Linked DNA regions of Zea mays: region 1 is linked to region 2. A link is a contact called in public Hi-C data. All regions are on one chromosome and are shown on one strand. Each heading gives the region's core, a stretch centred on a gene start, on an enhancer-like site or on the middle of the called end of the contact. The rest is flanking DNA. Distances are from core to core; before and after follow the strand shown. Region 1 holds the start of LOC100272546. Region 2 holds the start of LOC100281736 (peptide transporter PTR2).

Evidence for each region. Hi-C and Micro-C count contacts between places; a contact is called where the count stands out from the background.
Region 1: a contact with region 2 is called in a Hi-C map of leaf, with 5 times the contacts expected there. The contact joins the promoter of LOC100272546 here to the promoter of LOC100281736 in region 2. A contact is called at or near these places in 2 of 25 Hi-C or Micro-C datasets (ear and leaf).

Annotation. Positions count from the first base shown.
Region 1 is chr3:171,051,870-171,056,953 of Zm-B73-REFERENCE-NAM-5.0, reverse strand. LOC100272546 reads left to right here and starts at 2,247. Exons shown (of 7, transcript NM_001147014.1): 1 at 2,247-2,503; 2 at 2,794-2,931; 3 at 3,036-3,095; 4 at 3,197-3,439; 5 at 3,540-3,725; 6 at 3,835-4,083; 7 at 4,189-4,585. The coding sequence starts at 2,827. The coding sequence ends at 4,422. LOC100384162 (putative recA DNA recombination family protein) reads right to left here and starts at 1,599. Exons shown (of 8, transcript NM_001176740.1): 1 at 1,467-1,599. The coding sequence starts at 1,541. It overlaps TRNAI-AAU (transfer RNA isoleucine (anticodon AAU)), which reads left to right and starts at 4,872; the gene lies at 4,872-4,945.
Region 2 is chr3:170,873,359-170,879,261 of Zm-B73-REFERENCE-NAM-5.0, reverse strand. It overlaps LOC100281736 (peptide transporter PTR2), which reads left to right and starts at 4,643. Exons shown (of 5, transcript NM_001154656.2): 1 at 4,643-4,888; 2 at 5,076-5,261; 3 at 5,414-5,631; 4 at 5,814-5,903. The coding sequence starts at 5,168.

The sequences.
Region 1 (5,084 bases), core at 998-3,497, 180 kb before region 2:
ATCAAAGAGGGCATTTGGAAGGAAGAATACATAAACAACATGTGAAAGAAGATGGCAACCTACACATGGAAGGTGGCCTCAGAGGTGTGTGGGGCAACTAAAGGGAGTGAAGGCGAAACTGAAGATACTTGGTAGTAGAATGACAAAGTCCAAAGGCAGAGCAGAGCAGGGCAGTGGAGCAGAGCAGAGCAGGGCGGTGCGCCGAGTGAAGCAGAGCATGGTGAAGGGTAGGCGAAGTAGCTGATGGGGAAGGGGAGGCGAAGTAGCTGATGGGGAAGGGAAGGAGAGGCAGAGGAGGGGGTGAAGATGATGGCGACAATGATTTCTCCTTGGCTGGCAATGGCGACAATGATTTCTCCTTGGCTGGCAATGGCGGTTTGTTTGCCCACTTTTTAGTCTTAAATACTACTGCTTGTTTCACCCTGCCTAAACCTAGGCATTCGGCACGACAACCCCAGTCGATGTCTAGGGATCCTCGCCACAACGCCTTGCTCTCCAGGCACCCGCCGTGTTGGCTTCAGGCAAGGCGACACACCATGGCGAGTCCGGGCACCTGGACACCTAGTCAGCGCCTAGGCATCGCCTAGGGGACACCGTGTTAACCAAGCATGGATGACTTCTCGATTAGAATAGGACTAACCAAATATTTGATATGTCTTTCCATTTCTGCAGTAGGTTCTACCCCTGGACTACAGGACTAGGAACAATTGGTGAAGAAGAATAAAGATTTTGCTTCACAACGACGGTTTCCATAAGTTATCTATCTTTACATTATTTGCCATGTATTAGTTTTTAGCATACTTTTGTCACAACCCTACCATGATTTGGCCCAGGGCTTCACTTAATCCTGGTCGGCCACTGCGCGATAGCAATGAGAAAAGAGAAAGAAAAGTTGTTACGGAAAGAGGCAATAAAAGAAGACTTGAAAGGATGAAGTATAACTAAAAATATAGTCTTAAATAGGAGTCTATATTGAATTTTACCTCTAATTTATGGGTTTTATTGAAATTTAACAGCATACGCCAACTTATTTGGGAATAAAAAATTTGTTGTTGTCGTTGTTGTTCTTGTTTTCACACAATAGGAAAAGAAATCTACCACACAGTAAGATCAAATAACATTTCCAAATAGGAAAGTGATATTCGGGCGGCGCTCAATAAAGCAGGTAAAAGCAAGAGATAAACCTACAAATTAAGTTATGGGATAAAGTCATAAAACACGTTGACACGGAGCTACAAGGGTTCACCCGGTCACTAATTGAGATTGAAATCGAGAGGGATCAGCCCCACAGACCGTGATCATGCATACAAACGATCAAACTCCCGCGACCAAACTAGGACTCACTCTCAATCAGCATAGTAGAAAACTCAACTAAACGCATCGAGCATTCGACCGAGAATCGCCAGTCGCCAACCCAGCCCAGCCATAAGAAAGCTTAAATACAGAAGAGAAAGCGAGGGTTGGACCTCAGGGTGAAAAGAAGAGGCGGCGGCGGCGGCAATGACGCGCCGCAGCGACGCGCGCCTGAGGAGGGTCGTCATGGAGCCGGCTTCGCCTCCAACCGCTGCAAGTCGCGCGGATGAGGGCGGAGGCGAGAGGTGAGGGGCTAGGGTTTAGGGGTTTTGCGGGACTCAGGGTTTTTTTTTTTTTTTTTTGGCTGCGCTCCGCCGCCTCTCCGGGCTCCTCCAACTCCAACTCCGGGTGTCGGGATTCGGGAGAGCGCCCGCGGGCCGGCGCTTGCTGTGTACACTCCGATTGACCGACCGTAGACCCGAAAATACCTGATGAGCAGAGTCTGTTTGTGAGGGTCTCGGAATAACTGATGAGTCATGACCACAGTCTGTGGATGTGGTCCACGAATGGTTTTGTTGACTGCAAGTGGGTCCTCGTATACGAGATCCAATTTTTTGTTTTGACGGTTCTTTTATCGCCAGTGGGCTGGCGCAGAAGCCTCTCATGGCCCATCATCAGTTAACTGAATCGGCGTGGCGTGGCCCATCTGCCATCTTCGTCTATCCCTTTCATTTCATCTCAGTTTTGCAGTTTCTACTGCTGTCTTCGCTCCGAAATCCAACCGAAATCTCAGAGGTCAGAGGAAAGTAGGAAACCTCGTTCGGGAACCTGCTTTGAGTGAGACTCCAATCCTTGGGCGCCATTGCCGCCTGTTTTTTGTGCTCGGAAAGGTGCGTTTATTTCCCTGTCCGGGGCGCTTTCCCTTCTCTTCCCGTTGCTTATCCACGTGGGGTTGCCGTGAATCCACCGTCTTCTCCGCCTACAATCTCTCAGCAAAACCACCAAAGCCAGCTGCTCATTTGGGGGAAGACCTTCTTTGAGTGAGGTCCAACCCTTGGGGGCCATTTCAACCTTCGTCCTCCGCAATAAAAGTTGGGCAATCCTATGTCAGTCACTTCTCTTCTAGCCCAACCCATTCCATCGCTGTTTGCTCCTTCTCCCGCGCCTTCGAGAGCTCGCCGAAACCGAACCTCCCGGCGGCGTTTCTTAGGTAACTCCGGCATTAGTCTTTGTGCTTGTGGTCAGGGAAAGACAGCACACATGGATCAGTTGAACATGTGGTGTAGAAAAACTGGTGGTCGAAAATGTGAAATGATCCGTCTACTTCATGCATCTGTTTTCTACATTTTTCTTCTTATTTTTTCGGATTACTGTTACACACTTCCATATGAACAACTGGGCATTTTCTTAAGTGATGCTCGTTCATAGCGACCTTGTATTGAACGCAATGCTAGTAATGAGCTGTATGGAACTTAGCTAACACAAACTCATATGTTGCAGGCGCTGTCTGATTCCTGTATATTTATTTTGGCAATGCTTTCAGCTGCAACAAAACTAACCATGGATGGCACTAGCTTTGACCTGACAGAGCACGAAGGTTCAAATTTGTCTCCTTTTCTACTCAAACTTTTTAATGAGGTTTGTAACTTTTACATGTCTTAGACACATCATTTCTGCATTACAATTATGATTTGTATCGAAAGAAATGCTAGTTGAAGTATAAACATGAACGGTCATTGCAGTGGGATGATCGCAAGACAAGGGGCTTGTTTCACCATGACATCAGTTCCTGTGAAACAAAGGTTTTTTTTTTCAAGATCTGATTCTCTCCTGTTAACTGGCCATGGCCAGGTGTCTTTTGTTGATTTCATTTCTCGCTTAATTTTGCATGATCATGCCATAGGTGCTACCTGGAGTACATAATTTTGTGGCAACATTAATTGAAGGACGTGACCAAAAGAAGCGGCCAACTGAGTTCACAATGAACCAAGTTCTCCAGCCATTTGTTAGTGAGAAGTTCAATTTCACAAAAGTCAGCCCGTTGGAGGTGATCTTTAGATTCAATGACACTGAGAAAGATTCTGCACAATATTTTGATGGTGTTCCTGATACTGTTTCAGCTTCTTCTAGTGCCATCTTGATTAATGTCAGTGCCCCCTCCCCCCCAAAAAAAAAAATACTTAACACTGTACTGATAGATATACGGCATGATTTGATTAACATTTTTGTCATCTTCCGTGTCATAGGTGAGCCCAATTGGCTACTGCCATGTGCTATTGACTCCCAAGATCCAGGACTGTTTGCCGCAAAGGATTGATCAAGAGAGCTTCTTAATAGCCATGTATGTTGCAAGAGAAGCAAGGACTCCCTTCTTCAGAGTTGGTTATAACAGCCTGGGCGGCTTTGCAACTATCAACCACCTTCACTTCCAGGTTAGTATTTAGAATGTCTCGATGTCATATACTTCTGGTTGCAGCATGGCAATTGACAACTGTCTGTATATTGCAATCCTCAAAGTAAGTCATATATTTCGTTCACTAGGCATACTACCTGAAAGTACAGTATCCAGTTGAAAAGGCAATCACGGAGAAGCTCAAGACCCTAGGGAATAGCGTGAGCATTTTTCACCTGGTGGATTACCCAGTCAATGGCTTTGTGTTCGAAGGTGGTGCGAGCCTGGAAGATTTGTCAGATGTGGTCTCCAAAGTCTGCATCTTCCTGCAAGAGAACAACAGACCTTTCAATGTCCTCATCTCTGAATCTGGCAAGAGAATTTTCCTTCTACCACAGGTATTCCCATGCGACCTCAGTTGTGTATAAGCTCTGAAACAAATGTTCACAACACGTCCTTCAGTAATGTGTTGATGTTTATCTCCACCAAAATCGATTGGCCAGTGCTATGCGGAGAAGCAGCTCCTCGGAAAGGCGAGCCAAGAGTTCCTGGACATGAGAATCAATCCAGCAATCTGGGAGCTCAGTGGCCATCTGGTACTGAAGCGGAGGAAGGACTACGAGGAGGCCTCTGAAGCAAACATATGCAGGTTTTTGGTTGAAGCAGCTCTTTCTGAAACAGAATTTCAGGAGCTGAACCTATGCGTGCTCGACTTCCTGACCAGCTCTCTTGGTTGAAACTCGGATGTAGGTTCCTATAGATAGTAACAGTTCTGAGGTTCCAGTTAAAACAGTTGTGCTGGTACTGTTACTTTATGATGGTATATCATGTAGTAGTATTTCTGATTTGACTCGTCACCTCTGCGATGAAATAATATGTCTTCTCCGGCTTCAATTTCGTAAAGAGCCCACATAATCCTGCTGCTGACCTGCTGTACTGCGAAGGCTTTCTTCAATTTCGTAACGCAGGAACTATACTGCCGTGCAATTACAGCCGTAGAATTTCTGAGATTTGAACTTACTCATACCTCAGATGCAGGTAGTGGTTGTAGCATTATTTGGCATTTGCCTCGCATAGTTGATCAGTGCTACGTGAAGAAGCAACTCACCGGGCAGAGTCGCTCGATAGCCATGTGCATTGGTCACGTATTAGTATTTAATTTGTTTATAGAAACAGATTATCAAATGGCCTATTAGCTCAGTTGGTTAGAGCGTCGTGCTAATAACGCGAAGGTCGCAGGTTCGAGACCTGCATGGGCCAAATATAGTTTTTTGTATTTTTAATTTATACTGTACTTTTTTTACCTTGTATTGTGTTTTTTTTTACCTTCCATTCATTCATATTAGTACCCCTTCCTTGTACAAAACTGCTCTGATTACTCTCTCGGTCCAATAGTCTC
Region 2 (5,903 bases), core at 3,394-5,893:
GACCGAGCCTTGACTTAATCGCGCCCATCAGGCCTTTGCAGCTTTGTGCTGATGGGGGTTACCAGCTGAGATTAGGAGTCTTGGGGGTACCCCTAATTATGGTCCCCGACACTCTTATTCTTGTTGTTGACATGATCTTGTTTGCATTTTCAGGCACCAATTAAGTGTTTTGATTTAATTGGGTGTTGCCCATTTTTATTCAGCAATTAGATAAAAAATTCTTCTTGAGCATTTTTATTACTTAGACAAACATATCTAGAGTCCATTCAATTGTTCTAAGCCATAGTTCTTCATCTTTCGACAGTTCAACTCATCTTCTCATTCTTGCCCGAACTTAGCTCCAGAACACTAATTTTAGTGCCTGATCTTTCCAATCTCTCTAAGAGGCTCGAGTATGTTCCTATGGCTATTTAGAACTTATCCAGGTGCTTGAACCACCCATAGTCCATCTTTTCCAAATTATGATCTTTCTAGCTAAGATTTGAGCTATAGTTCTTATCAAATCTTCTATTTTCATTTCTTATGAACATGCAACCATTCACTCAGCAAAATAGTTAGTCCATAATTTTGTGGTGGCAATCAAACCAATGTAAAAATAACTTAAAGCCCATTTCGCTTTTAGTGACGTGGGGCAATGGTCAGCGATGTAGTAGGCATTATAGGCATTGTTTGGATTTTTGTTGTCCAAAAAAAAGCTATCATAAAAATTGTATGAAGGTACACAACATATACTATTTTTTTAGAATATGTACACAAAACATATATACTTGAAAATTATATTTATGGGTTTTAATTAATCCTTATAATCGTCAATCATGTAATCTGAAACCAGAAGAATTAAGGAATTAAAAGGGCGAAGTTTCCAAATATCTCGGCGGTGGAAGGGTTGAAAGCTCAGCTCGGCGATTCGCAATTCGCAAGCAGGGAAGCAACGTGCCAACGTGTGCCGCGCCATGTGCAAGCAGTTGGGGCAGCCAATCAGTCTCCGGTTTGCCTCGCCAACGAACCAATCACACGTTCCACGCTGTATCCTTGGCCGAGTCCCAACACTGGTCAAGCGTTCTCTGCCGCGACTGGTCCTTGAAAGCAGCAGTCAAAGCTCGCGTGATGCAGCTGCCGTGCCGATGGGCGTGGTGAGCGCGCGGCATCCATCTGACGAGGCACGCCGCCGGGCGCCGGCACGCTAGACGTGAGCGTGACTCGGTACGTACGCCGGGACGTCCGGTCCGCTAACGGATTCGCTTGGAACGCTTCAACGGCGTGTGGTCGTCGAACAGGCCAAAGAGCAAACGGCCGTCGGGGAAGTTCGAGTTCGAGATTGACCGCGGTTCCATGCCGCGGCCCGGACTATTTTGCACCCGAGGACGCCGAAACTGACCGAGGCTTTTGCTCAAAATAAAAAAAAGGAGAAACCGACCGACGCATTTTCCTTCCCGACACCCGTATTTTAGGCTAGGCTTTCGCCCTGTCGCCAGCAGAGTTTCTGTCCGACTTCTGTAAGCCGTGCAGGGGACGGCGAAATCGACCCGATCTCTCTCTCTCTCTCTCTCTTTTTGCTTGGACTGGGCAAAAACTGATCTATACTCATACTACAACAACACGACGCGGCAAAGCAACTTAATTACTTGAGAACTGTGTCGTTTCTACCCATCATGGTATTTGCATCATGAACATGACTGTCACGCAACAGAATAATGACCTGGAGCAAGCATCAGTGGTGCCCTGCCTCCAACGCTTTTGTTTCACAAGTGCAAACATCATCAGATCCACACCGCCGAGCCAGCCTAACAGTCAGCAGTTTGCGTTTTAACCCTGTAGCCAGTAGTTTACACGATCCACGTCAGTCAATGTTTTTAGTTACTAAGTGGATGTTTGGTTTATAGGGACTAAACATTAGTCCCTCCACTTTATTCCATTTTAGTTCATAAATTGTTAAATAAGGAAACTAAAATAAAGTTTTAGTTTCTATATTTAGTAAATTAGGGACTAAAATGAAATAAAATTGAGGGACTAAAAATTAGTCCCTAGAAACCAAACACCCCTTAAGTAAAGCATCGCAGCTAGAGACAACACCTCTGGTTGGGCCAGTCAGAAATCGAACATTCATCGTGGCCTACAAGCTCGCAGAAAATTCTGGTTGCGCTAGTCCTAAGCAACAACAGGGGGGGCTTGCTCAGCAAAACAAGCTGCTGCCAGGGCCGAAAATTTTGGCCCAAGATCGAGCAGCAGCTCCTCGTACTCTCTCTTTTTCATCTCCTTTCATGTGCTATCTGCACCAAATGATGGGCCAAAGCAAATTTAGCACAAGGGATAACAAATCTTAGCAAAATTTCTACACTCCCTCCGTTCCAAAATGCTAGTCGTTATAGCGCTAGATTTCTATGTCAATATTCATATGGATGATTATGAACATAGACATATATATAGAACACATACATTAATTATTATATTCATATGGATGATTATGAACATAGACATTTCTACTCCCTCCAGTAAAAAGGTAAAACGGGTTTTAATTCGGGACGAATGGAGTAGATGACACTAGATGACACTAACAAGTGCAACTGTGCAAGGCTTTGATCAAGTGAATGATTACTACTCCCTCCGTCCCAAGATATAAGGCGTAACCATTTTTTATTCTTGTCCCACAATATAAGGCGTGCTCTCTCTATGCATACGTATATCGATGCAGTGGTATAGAGACAATTAAATGCATTTCTTGGTCTTTGAACCAGAGGTGGTTACGCCTTATATCGTGGGACGGAGGGAGTAGATGGTTGTGATTTTTTATAATAAATCTGTCTATAGCTCACTTCTTACCCTAAGTTAGATCTTTTATTCTCTGTTTTTCTCACGCTTTTCATAAGTAGATTTATATTTTCTAGATTGCTCAGTTGAAGACATGATGTTGATAGTTGGATCTTGAAACACCAGATGTCTAGTAAACTAATAAACATGCACAAACCAGATGAAAAGAATAATCAAACTACTATACTTATTAAAGGCCCTTTTTGGATTGCGGAATTTTTTTTGTTTCCTGCATTTTTACTGTGAAAGTGAACTGATTTTTATGAATCCTTGTATAATTTCTCTAAAATTCTTGCATTCCAAAGGAGGCCTAAAATATATACTAACAGAATAGGTGAATAAAAAATTAATAAATAACTTATATTGGCTATCAGACAAAAAGACACCTGTGGGCTAGTAAATAAAGTTATGATCTTGCGAACTGTAAATTGATCTATTCGCTTCTAGACATCTGCCGCGTAGGAAATATCTTGGGGACATGTACAAGGGCACCAGCCGCATACCCCTATGTCTGGCAGGGGCGGACCCAGTGGGTGGTCTATATAGGCCACGACATCCTAAGATCATATAATATTAATTAGCATAGTGGTGTAAGTACTATCTTTTGAACTTGGCAGTCAATGTTCGAGTCTTGTTGATATCTTTTTTATGATATTTTCTTGATACACCCTAAGCATAGCAGCTGGGTCTGCTACTGATGGCCGGGCCTATAGTAGACTAGTGTAGCCCTAGCAATGCCTCATGAAATAGAGAGACAAAACAACTGAACAGCCTTTTTAGGATATATTTCACAGCTGTCTTATCTCCTGTCTCATCTATTATTTTAAACTTTATTAATAAATAATGTTATTTATAGTGTAAACAACATTTTTTATAACTAGGAGCAAAGGGTCGCCTAAACGGTGTTGGCGGTGACGACTACGACGGATGGGACGCGACGCGTCCAGTAAAGCCAAAATTACTGGTCGCCGTTTTCCGCACGCACCATGATGAATAGTCGCCAAGAAAAACAAGCATATCTGACACTGTCTCCATATCCACGGCGGTCGACGTCCCATCTCCTCAAATTCCGTGAACCGAACGCATGGCGCGCCGGCGAGGCGCGATTGGCCGCCGTGAACATCCCCCTACGGCCCTGCCGGCTGCCTCGTCGACCTGGTGGCATGCTCCGATCCGTTACTGTTAGCCAACTCCGATCCGTCTTTTTGAACCCACGCTGCAACCAAACATAGACCGGTAACCATTCACAGTAAAGGATACAGGTGCAATAAGTTCCATTCCCAACCACTACCGGTTGCGGAACCAAAGTACCAAACAGCACGCTAGTGGGCACTGATAAATGAGAATATAGAAATCTATCTGATAACGAGCTCTGCCAGTGCCACCATCGTCGAAACTCGGCAGCACTAGCGCACGATCCCAACCAAATCATTGGCTGCACTGTATCAGTGTCAGTAGATCACGCCATCCCAATGACAAAGCCACAAAAATACATGACCGGAGAACGAGAGAGAGTTTGCCGTACGTGAGAGGCACACATGCACAAGAGCAGTGTATAATAAACGCGTGTTTCCACGGAGCTGCTGCGGAGGGGGTATACTGCTTACTGCATATCCAAAGCACCAGTCGTGCCCGTGCCGGCGGCCCACTTGCAGTGGTTTGTCCTGGCCTCCTGTCCTGTGTGAAGGCACGGCATTCTGTCTGTCTCTCTCTCTGTGTGTACTGTGACACCAGAGCGTGGAAGCATCAGGCACTGCACCGTCTGCACGAGAGCGCACATCTTCAAAGGCTAGCAGCATATTGCTATCAGCTCACAGTTCCCGCGCTGGCGCTGCTGCTATAAACAAACCTGCTGTTGCTCGCCGCTCGCTCACCAAAGACCATTGCGTGATAGATTGTACCGGTCTCGGTCTCCGTGTCTCACTCTCAAGTTGCAGCTGCCAGCAGCCAGTCATTTCGTTGGCAACCAGGGCAGAACTAAATATCCGTGGATAAGAGCTGCACTGTGTGCTGCTGAGATATCAAGAACGTAACGTACGGTGGAAGACAAGGCCCCGTTCTCGATTAGCCCAAGCCAAAGGTCCGTTCCGTTTACATCAGTTTTTTTTTCTTCAAAATATATGTGTGAACGAACAATAGTTTGCAGTACACGACCGAAACACAATATTTCATCGATTCCTTCCTTGTCTTCTCACCTCTGACGATTCTGTTTCTGAAATCTGCTTCCTGCAAAATGGTTCCATGGTCACGGAATTCGCCATGGTCAGAGTCAGAGAGAGAGAGAGAGAGTCGTACTGGTCGTCACCTGTCGAAGATTTTCGGTGTCTCCTGAGCCACAGCTGCTGCTGCTGCTGGAACCATGGAGATGGAGGCCGTGGAGTCGCACGGAGGCGCCGGGCGCCGGACGCCCAAGAGGGATCGCGGCATCTCCTGGGCCTGCGTCTTCATCCTGGGTAATAATGGCATGTCTCACATACACATCTGTTCGTAGCTTTATATATGGCCTCGCTCGCCCTCAAACCGTCTGGCTGTGGCCTCTGCACTGCATGCACCCGTACATGCATTCATGGCGGCGATGGCGGGACTCGGCCGGACATCACACCAGCGAGTAACTGCTTCCAGTTCATCGCCTACTTCGCCGTGTCGACGAACCTGGTGAACTACCTCAAGGACCGCCTGCACCAGGGCAGCAAAGCCGCCGCGAACGGCGTCACCAACTGGATGGGCACGAGCGCCATCACGCCGCTCGTCGCCGCCTTCCTCGCCGACGCCTTCCTCGGCAGATACTGGACCATCGCGCTCTTCCTGGTCATCTCCGTCCTGGTACGTACCGTACGCCGTCGTTCGATTCGTCGCCCACCACCACCACCGTCACACGTGCACGCGTGGACGCAGAGCTGCTGCAAACCAAGCTCACTTCACTCACCAGTCAGTCACCCCTGTCTTCGTCGTCGTTCAATTCGTTCTCTTGTTTTTGTTTCCGGCACGCTCGTGCGTACGCGCAGGCCTACGTGGTGCTCACGGTGAGCGCGGCGGCGGCGCTGGAGAGCGCGGCCTTCTACGCGGGGCTGTACCTGCTGGCGCTGGGCGGGGCG